Regions from separate parts of the Mus musculus genome. Here region 1 is linked to region 2. The links are chromatin contacts, called in public HiChIP or PLAC-seq maps. All regions are on one chromosome and are shown on one strand. The core of a region is the stretch at or near the end of the contact, and the rest is flanking DNA. Distances in the headings are between cores, read along the strand shown. Region 1 overlaps Cdc42bpb (CDC42 binding protein kinase beta). Region 2 overlaps Tnfaip2 (tumor necrosis factor, alpha-induced protein 2).

The links. HiChIP or PLAC-seq counts read pairs in DNA pulled down with a chosen protein or histone mark.
Region 1: a contact with region 2 is called in an HNF4G HiChIP or PLAC-seq map of pancreatic cancer cells. The contact joins two enhancer-like sites. A contact is called at or near these places in 4 of 484 Hi-C or Micro-C datasets (granulosa cells, nephron progenitors and palatal mesenchyme), 1 of 115 datasets of contacts at active chromatin or transcription factors (pancreatic cancer cells) and 2 of 9 other capture datasets (adipose tissue and pancreatic islet).

What each region holds. Positions count from the first base shown.
Region 1 is chr12:111,351,766-111,355,513 of GRCm38.p6, reverse strand. All of the region lies in intron 1 of Cdc42bpb (CDC42 binding protein kinase beta), which reads left to right. Among named protein-coding and RNA genes, the nearest start is that of Cdc42bpb, 24 kb to the left of the region's middle. Within about 2 kb of position 1,908, at least 158 of the 459 cell types and tissues checked have an H3K27ac peak or open chromatin away from gene starts, as enhancers often do. A contact at or near this core is called in adipose tissue and pancreatic cancer cells, where this site is marked.
Region 2 is chr12:111,447,940-111,451,939 of GRCm38.p6, reverse strand. It overlaps Tnfaip2 (tumor necrosis factor, alpha-induced protein 2), which reads right to left. Exons shown (of 12, transcript NM_009396.2): 4 at 3,843-3,957; 5 at 3,571-3,693; 6 at 3,301-3,401; 7 at 2,611-2,709; 8 at 2,051-2,174; 9 at 1,135-1,257; 10 at 742-897; 11 at 468-589. Among named protein-coding and RNA genes, the nearest start is that of Tnfaip2, 7.3 kb to the right of the region's middle. Within about 2 kb of position 1,424, at least 57 of the 459 cell types and tissues checked have an H3K27ac peak or open chromatin away from gene starts, as enhancers often do. A contact at or near this core is called in adipose tissue and pancreatic cancer cells, where this site is marked.

The sequences.
Region 1 (3,748 bases), core at 659-3,158, 97 kb after region 2:
CCCACCGAACCATCTTGCCAACACTGAGAAAGCCATCAGTTTGTGTTCAGGGGACCCATGTGCCTCTGGGCCCCTTTCAGCTTGTCTTTTGGTTGGCTGGCAGAGATGACTTCAGGTGTGGACCCCCTGAGAAGAGAGATCGTTCAGGGTAGAGCATCCTAACTTCTAAGCTCAGTTGCTCCCAGTAGACAGTCTCTGTTACTAAGTCTGCCTACCTTCTCCAGCAGATGCCGCAGGCGTGAGAGCTTTGTCAGCTTGACACAACTGAAGTCATCTAGGAAGAAGCAACCTCAGTTGAGAAAATGTCAGCATCAGCTTAGCCTGTAGGCGAGGCCGTGGGGTGCAATTTCTTTATTGTTTGTTTGTTTGAGACAGGATTTCTCTGTGTATCTCTGGCTGTCCTGGAACTCACTTTGTAGACCAGGCTGGCCTTGAATTTAGAAATCCACCTGCTTCTGCCTCCCAAGTGCTGGGATTAAAGGCATGTGCCACCACCACCCGGTGGGGTGCAACTTCTTGATTAGTGATTGATATGGGATGGTTCAGCCCACTCCGGATAGGGCCGACCCTGCTCGGGTGGTCTTGTGCTATACAGGAAAGCAGGCCGAGTGAGGCATGGAGCTAAGTCAGTAAGCAGCACCCTCCATGGCCTCTGCTTCAGTCCCTGCCTCCAGGTTCCTGCCTTGGGTTCCTGCTCTGACTTCCCCTGGTGATGGACTGTGACCTTCTCGGGTGGTTTTGGTCATGGTGTTTATCACAGCAATAGAAACCAGACTGGGGTTGCCGAGGAACCCACTTTGACAACCTCTGTCCGTACAGAGCAGATACTTCCAGAACATGCTAACCTCTCCGCATTCCAGTATTCTCCACCCTCTTCAGCCACTTGCTAACAGGCACTTATCTTTCCGGGGTGAGGTTTGGTTTGTTGCTTTTTTTTTTGCATTCATTCTGTGTGTGTCTGTCTGTGTGTGTCCCCATGTGTGCATGCATGCATGCATGTGTGTTTAAGAAGGGCACATGTGGAGGTCAGCGGACAACTTGTGGGAGTTGGTTTTTTTTTCCTTCCGTGTGTTTCAGGGATTGAACCTGAAGTCAGTCAGGTTTGGCAGCACTTTTAGCTACTTGTTTACCTACTTGTTTGCCTTTTGAGACAGTCCCTTGGCCGAGTTTAGGCTGGCCTGGAACTCACTGTGTGGCCCAGACTGGCTTTGAAGCCTCAGTCCTCTTGCGTCAGCTCCCAGGTTTTAAGCTTACAGGTGTGTACCTCCACGCCTGTCTCAGCCCTCACTCTTTAATTCTGATTTCCTGTCTCTTAAATCTAGGATGTACATAAATATGATACATCCAAGAGCTTGTGGAAGAGATGGCCTGGAAACTAGAGAGTGCAGTGGCCATAATTTCTCACTCCGTCACCTGCTGTACACTCACTTTTCACTTTAATGATTTGGGGAGAGAGGCACTACTGGGGACAGAACCCAGGGCTGCGTGCAGCTGGGCAAGGCTCTGGACTGTGCCAGCCCTGGAATTTTTAAAATGAATGTTTTTGTTCACAGCAGCAGGGGAGCTGGCTCTATTGCAGGGTTACTCGTGACAGCAGAGGATCTTCTCTTCACTGAAGGACTCCCACAGGACAGCGCTGCATGTGGCTGGGATCACAGCCCCATGGAGTATTCAAGTGCCGTGCACCATCCTCAGGCAGGAGGTCAGACACTGACGTGATGTGCAACAGTGAGGTGGTTGCGGGCTTGTTTCCATGGTAACAACAGCTTCCACCACATTGAAAAGAATGGAGAAAGGCACCTGACAAAGAGGGCGTGTCGGGAGTGAAGGGCAGCAGGGCAGCCCCAAGTGGGCCTGGAAAGTAGGTGTGACCGGCTTCATCCGGGCATAGGCGGCGTGACGGTACACTGCTGGAATGAAGGCTGGTGTTGACTCAGCACAGCCTTCCCACCCCAGTGGACTTTCACTGCCCAAGCTTGTAGCTGGCTTGGCTTCTGACTCACTGTTAAAAAGCTTCCTCCTCACTCTGCAGCTGCGCGCTGAGCATAATTCAAAGGCATCGTTTGCTGACCCGCCGGGAGTGCCTCGGGTCCACAGGTCCCCGTCAGTCTCACTTAGGGACACCACTGGGACTTGTTGGAAGAGTCGAGTCCGTTTTTCTCCAGGTCCTGGTTCATGACGGGGGTCTGCAACTGCCTGCCTGTGACGTAGACCGCTGTCACTTCACAAATACCTAGTTACCTGTACAAGTGAGTGTGGCTCTGTAATTTGAGCACATATTTCAGAACCCTTAGCGTGAGTGTTAACCTTTGTGCTCTCACTAGGAGCCACGGTGTGTCAGGCAGCCACGCGTTCTCCTGACGGGTGAGGAGAAGCACAGAGCCTTCCTTCAGGTGGAGTTGACTTGTGTCTTGTGTGTTCCATGTCCCAGCTACGTCAGTTGCCTTCAGGGTCCCTGTTTCTCTGTGATTACCCTCTATTTACACTAGATCCTGAAGACCACTTCATTTGCACACATGATGCTGCTGACATAGAGCTACAGAGACCGAAGAGTTGAGAGACTTGCAAAAAGACTTAGGCCTAAGCTGGGTGTGGTGACGCATGCCTTTAGTACCAGCACTCTAGAGGCAGAGGCAGTTGGATCTCTTAAGTTGGAGGCCAGCCTGGTCTACAGAGCAAGTTCCAAGACAGCCAGGGCTACACAGAGAAACCTCACCTCGGGGGGAAAAAGGAAGGCTTGAGTCCAGAGGCTGAGGCCGGGTTGATAGCTGATGGCCGGCATTGTGAGCTGCTGCGTGGGAAAGGGAAGCCTAAACGCCTGCCATCTGCCGGCAGCTGCCTTGGCCACGGCCCTCCTTCCTCAGACTCTTTCCCTGCTAGCCCCTCTGGTCAACGTTCTAGTCTTACTTCTCCTCTTGGGAAAGGAGCGGGGGGTATAAGGCATTAGTTTCTCATTTCATGATTCTCAGTCAGAGAGCTCTTTGCCACTAGTTCTTCCTGGCAGAGTTTTCCTTTAAAGGAACACAGGGCTTCAGTTTTTCTTACAATTTGGATCTCTCTCAATAGTTTCTCTCTGTGTTTGTGTGTGTGTGTGAGTGGTGGTGGCATGTTCTTGAGGGGGTGTGGATACCCGTGTGTGAACACTCGTAGGCTGGAGGAGGACACCAGGTGTCTTCATGCTCTTTGCCTCTGCCTTTCTGCCCTGAGACAGGGTCCCTCATTTAACTGGAAGCTTGCCGACTCTTCGGCTTGGTTGGCAGTCTGGTGGTTGAGCTCCTGGAATCCGCTTGTCTCTGTTGCCTCAGCTGGGGCCCAGCAAGCAGTCCTGTCTTACTGCTGAGCCATCTTCTTAGCCATAGTAGTTATCTTGATTGATGATCCATTGCCTTTGGGTGACAGGAGAAGGTGGAGCTCTTGCATGGAGCACTTGTGTGGAGCACTTGCATGGAGCACTTGAATGCGTCTGACCTCCAGCTGTGCAGAGCAAGAAGTACAGTGGGGGGGGGGGGGCTGGTGAGATGGCTCAGTGGGTAAGAGCACCCGACTACTCTTCCAAAGGTTCTAAGTTCAAATCCCAGCAACCACATGGTGGCTCACAACCACCCATAATGAGATCTGATGCCCTCTGGTGCGCCTGAAGATAGCTACAGTGTACTTACATATAATAAATAAATAAATAAATAAATAAATAAATAAATCTTTAAAAAAAAAAAAGAAGTACAGTGGGGTCTGGAGGAATGGGAATGGT
Region 2 (4,000 bases), core at 175-2,674:
CTAGGAAGGAATACCATCCATGGTTTGCCAGGTCCTCAGACAGGACCTTAACAGGAACATGAGGGTGTAAGACCCAGTCGCCTCCAGGCTGAGTGATAAATCCTGGACTCACTTTTCTCGTTGTACAGTGCTATCACACAAGGCTCAGCACGTGAGTGGGGGAACATGCTACCTGCCCTTGTCACGACAAGTTATACTAACTTGGTCACGTTCCCTCAGCTCCCTAAGCCTCAGCTGCAAACGATGAGCAGTGCCAGCCTTCATGGGCTCTGAGAGTGCTGAATGCTTGAGCTCCTAGCACAGTGTCTGGCATGAAGTCAGCACCTGGTGTAGGTCAGATATCATAACCCCACCTCAACTGCGGAGCCTTAACAGTTGAGGGGGTCATGAGGAGACTCTAGTCCCAGCATGCTCAGGGTCATGGTGGGGACCTGGCAAACCATTTCCTCGGAGCTTCTAGTGCTTACCTGAAGTCAGGGTACCAAGTGGCGTATGTGGCCACCTCGATCTTAATGGCACTGGAATCTTGCAGGCGAATGATCTCAGCAATCATAGGGAGGGCGCGGTGCAGCCAGGTTGCAGTGGAGCCCTGAAGGAAGAGGGCTGTTTGAAGGATGATGTCCCTTTTCCCAAGGGACACTAGGAGACACTTAGAGCAGTAGATACCCAGACTTGAAGAGTCCCTGTGGGGTTGTTCAGGGCTCTCGGGGCGGGGCGTGGGGGCGGGTGGGTGGTGCTCACATTCTCAGTGCAGAACCCCTGAATGGCATCCGCGTTGGCCAGGATGTGCCTTGCCAGCTGCTGCTGCTGCTCGGCCGTCTTGAGGACCAGGCGCCGTTTGCAGAGCCTGATGATGTATTCTTTCACTAGGTGCAGGTGCACAGTCTCCATGAGCTCCTGGGCAAGCAGATGACAGAGGGAGTGAGCCACCGGCTGACACTTACCCCTAGGAGATGGCCATCTCCTCCCCGGAACCGAAGCTTCCAAGGCAGAAACCCAGCCAGTCCATAGAGGCAAAAGTGTGAGCACGGGTGTCTGCATGTCTGCGCACATGTGTGAACACATGTGGGTGTGGGGTGTAAACACTGCTAATCAGCGTGGGTGTCCAGACTTCTCCAATCCCCCAGTCCTCACCTCCCGGAAACAGTCCTGCAGCTCTGAGAATTCAGGCAGGCTGCTGCTCACAGTAGTGATGATTTCCTCCAGGGTCTCAACTGGATTTGCCCAACGGGTCTGTGTGAACTTCTTAAACAGCGGCTGGGACAGGCGAGAGGCAGGATGTCTGGTCACACCCAGAAAGGAAGGGCGGCTAAGCGCAGACACCCTCACATAGACACTCATGACCAGCAGGGTCCCAAGGGCTTTCCAGGAGCTGGCTGGCTCTCAGGTCCCTGCTCTCAGATCGGAAGCAGAGGCAGTCTGAGTGTACCCTTCTTCCAAGGTCACCCAGCTGTGGCCCAGGAGAGCCAAAATGAGCCTGTCTGCAGCCCTGAGGGCTTTTCCACTGCCTCCTTCTTAAATAAATAAATTCCTGCATAAACAAGGCCTTGTGCTTGGCTGGGCTGCACCCTGTGCCAGGGCATCCAGGGTCACCCTATGTGTGAACTTTCCTTACCCACTGGCTGCCCTTTGCACCTCCACTCCTGAGGCTGAGCAGGGACGCTCTCCTGTGTTTTCTGAGTACCTCCCCAATCCCACCCTCAAGATGGAATCTGGCTATCAAAGGTCCTGAGCTCCAGGAACTAGGAGCCAGGAATGGGGTGGAAGGGGCTCGGTCTTCCCCAGATGCTCCCAGCCCTGGGACCCTCCCAGGCCAAGGCAAAGTGAGGATGTCAGGTGGGTCAGCCAGAGAGCACTTCAGGGGGGCATCACTTGTATATCCCCAGGAACAGCGCATCTCCCTAGCTGAGCCTCTCACAGGTCTGAGGCACAGTGGTGTGTGTGTGTGTGTGTGTGTGTGTGTGTGTAGCTTCTACCACACCCCCTTCCCTGCCTCCCCTCCTGTGCCAGACTTTAAGAGGAAGGCAGGGGAGAATGGGGCTCCTGATACCTTCAGGTCCAAAAATAGGCTCTGGAGCAGGGTGTCGAAGCCATGGGCCTTGAGGTCTTTCAAAGGCTCCAGCAGGCGGTTCAGAGAATCATGAGATATCTGCCATTTCTGCTCCACGGAAGTCCTGGAGAGTGAGAGGAGGAGGTCGTGACAGCCTGCTCAGCCTGCGGTGTCCTGCACCGGTCCTTGGACTAGGCATCCTACATTAGGTCTTTGCTCTCTGGAGGCTCAGCAAGTTTCCTGTTCCCTTCGGGATCCAGTCTGAGTCTTCCCCTGGATGCCCCAGGCACATCCCCTCCTGCCCTTGGCAAATCTCCAGCTGTCCACCCTCAGCTTGTGTTCTGCTTCACGGTTTTATCATAAGGCTAAACTAATAAATAAGTCAATTGCATCCTGGTGACTCCTTCAGCACCCCACCCCTTTGCTGTGGCTGCTCCAGGCCCAGTCATTTCCTCACAGCCTCGTGACCCTTAACTCCCCCCCCCCCCCCCCCGCCCCGAGTTGCTCCACTTCCCATCTGTCCTGTCTTTCCATCAGGCAAATCTGCCCAGCACTCTCACCAGAAGAACAGGCAGTTGTTGATGTTGGCCATGATGTTGACTCTGTAATTCCTCAGGAGTTTGCTCTTCTCTAGAAACTCATCAAAGGCGCGCTGGTAGCTGACAAAACCAGAAGGGGCACCTTCAGCTGCAGTCCAAGCACCGAGACCGAGACCGTGCAAGCCACTCCCTTGGTCTGCGGGTTGCTGGGAAGGGGCCATAAGCTCCCAATGATCATATTACAAGTTGCAAAACCTGAGGAGCCAGGGTCCCACTAGGGTGCGTGAGAAAGTACTGCCGGGGTCTGCATTCCTTTCCCAGGTCCCTCCTCTTCCCCAGTCCCTCTCTACAGCTGGGAGGCCAAAGGGTGTCCTTGTAGGCCAATGGCGCTCTCAGAAGTGGGGAGGAAACCAAGTGAGTTCTGAGGGTGTCATGGGAAGGGATGGCAGGAGCCTCCATTCCTCATGGTGGCATCTCTTCTTTGAAGCTACAAACTGCTCTGCCAGGGGGCTTTGCTGACGAAGGAGGTCAGGAGGTGCCAGCTCCCTGTGGAGTCCACCCTACTGGAAGCTGCAGTTCCCTGGATTCGGACAGGGGCAGAGGACGCTGCGCTGTACTTGACGAAGGAAGGGAAGGACGGACTTAGCTTGGATTCCCCACCCTAAGTGCAAGGAGGGCCAGGGGCTCCTCAGGTGCTGTAGACACACCCACCTCCTCAGTAGTGCAGCCAGCTCCACCAGCAGCAACTGCTTTATCTGCATCCCCACGTCCGAAGTGATGTTCTCAGCCTTAGTCTGGCCTTGTGAAATGATCTGCAGGGAGCAGTGGGTGAGCATAGCATAACACCCCGCTCTGGGCTGGGCCTGGGCCGAGCATGGGAGGATGCGGGATCACAGGACCGAAGCTCTGAGGTCCTCCCATCCCCATCAAAGCTGTGGCTGTCCCTGTGCACCATGGGACTGAGGGGGACATTAGTGGTACCTGGAGAATGTCGATGGCCAGCTCACTGTGACAGTGGCCATCCAGGCTCTGGGGAGCCACATCCTGGGTCCAGCGCTGAGACTCCAGCTCTAAAGCTCGGGCCATGAGCTGCTTCACGCTGGTCTAGGGGAAAAGACACCGGTCACAGTAGCACTAAGCCTGTCTGCCAAGTTCATTCAGAAATGTGACAGGGAGCCCAGTGTCCTGTTTCTTCTCTTTCCTCCTCTCACCACCTGGCCCTCCCCGGCCCCACCCCTAACATTTGGACTCACCACCTCATTGGACAAGAACATGGCCTCCAGCAATCTGATCTGCTTTGGGGGCAGGAGGCTCCCAAGCCCGACACCTTGAAGCTCCTGTGCCAACTTCGGGCTGTTGAGAATATCACTGCGGGCAGAGGGACACCGGCGTGAGAACACAGCCCAGCAGT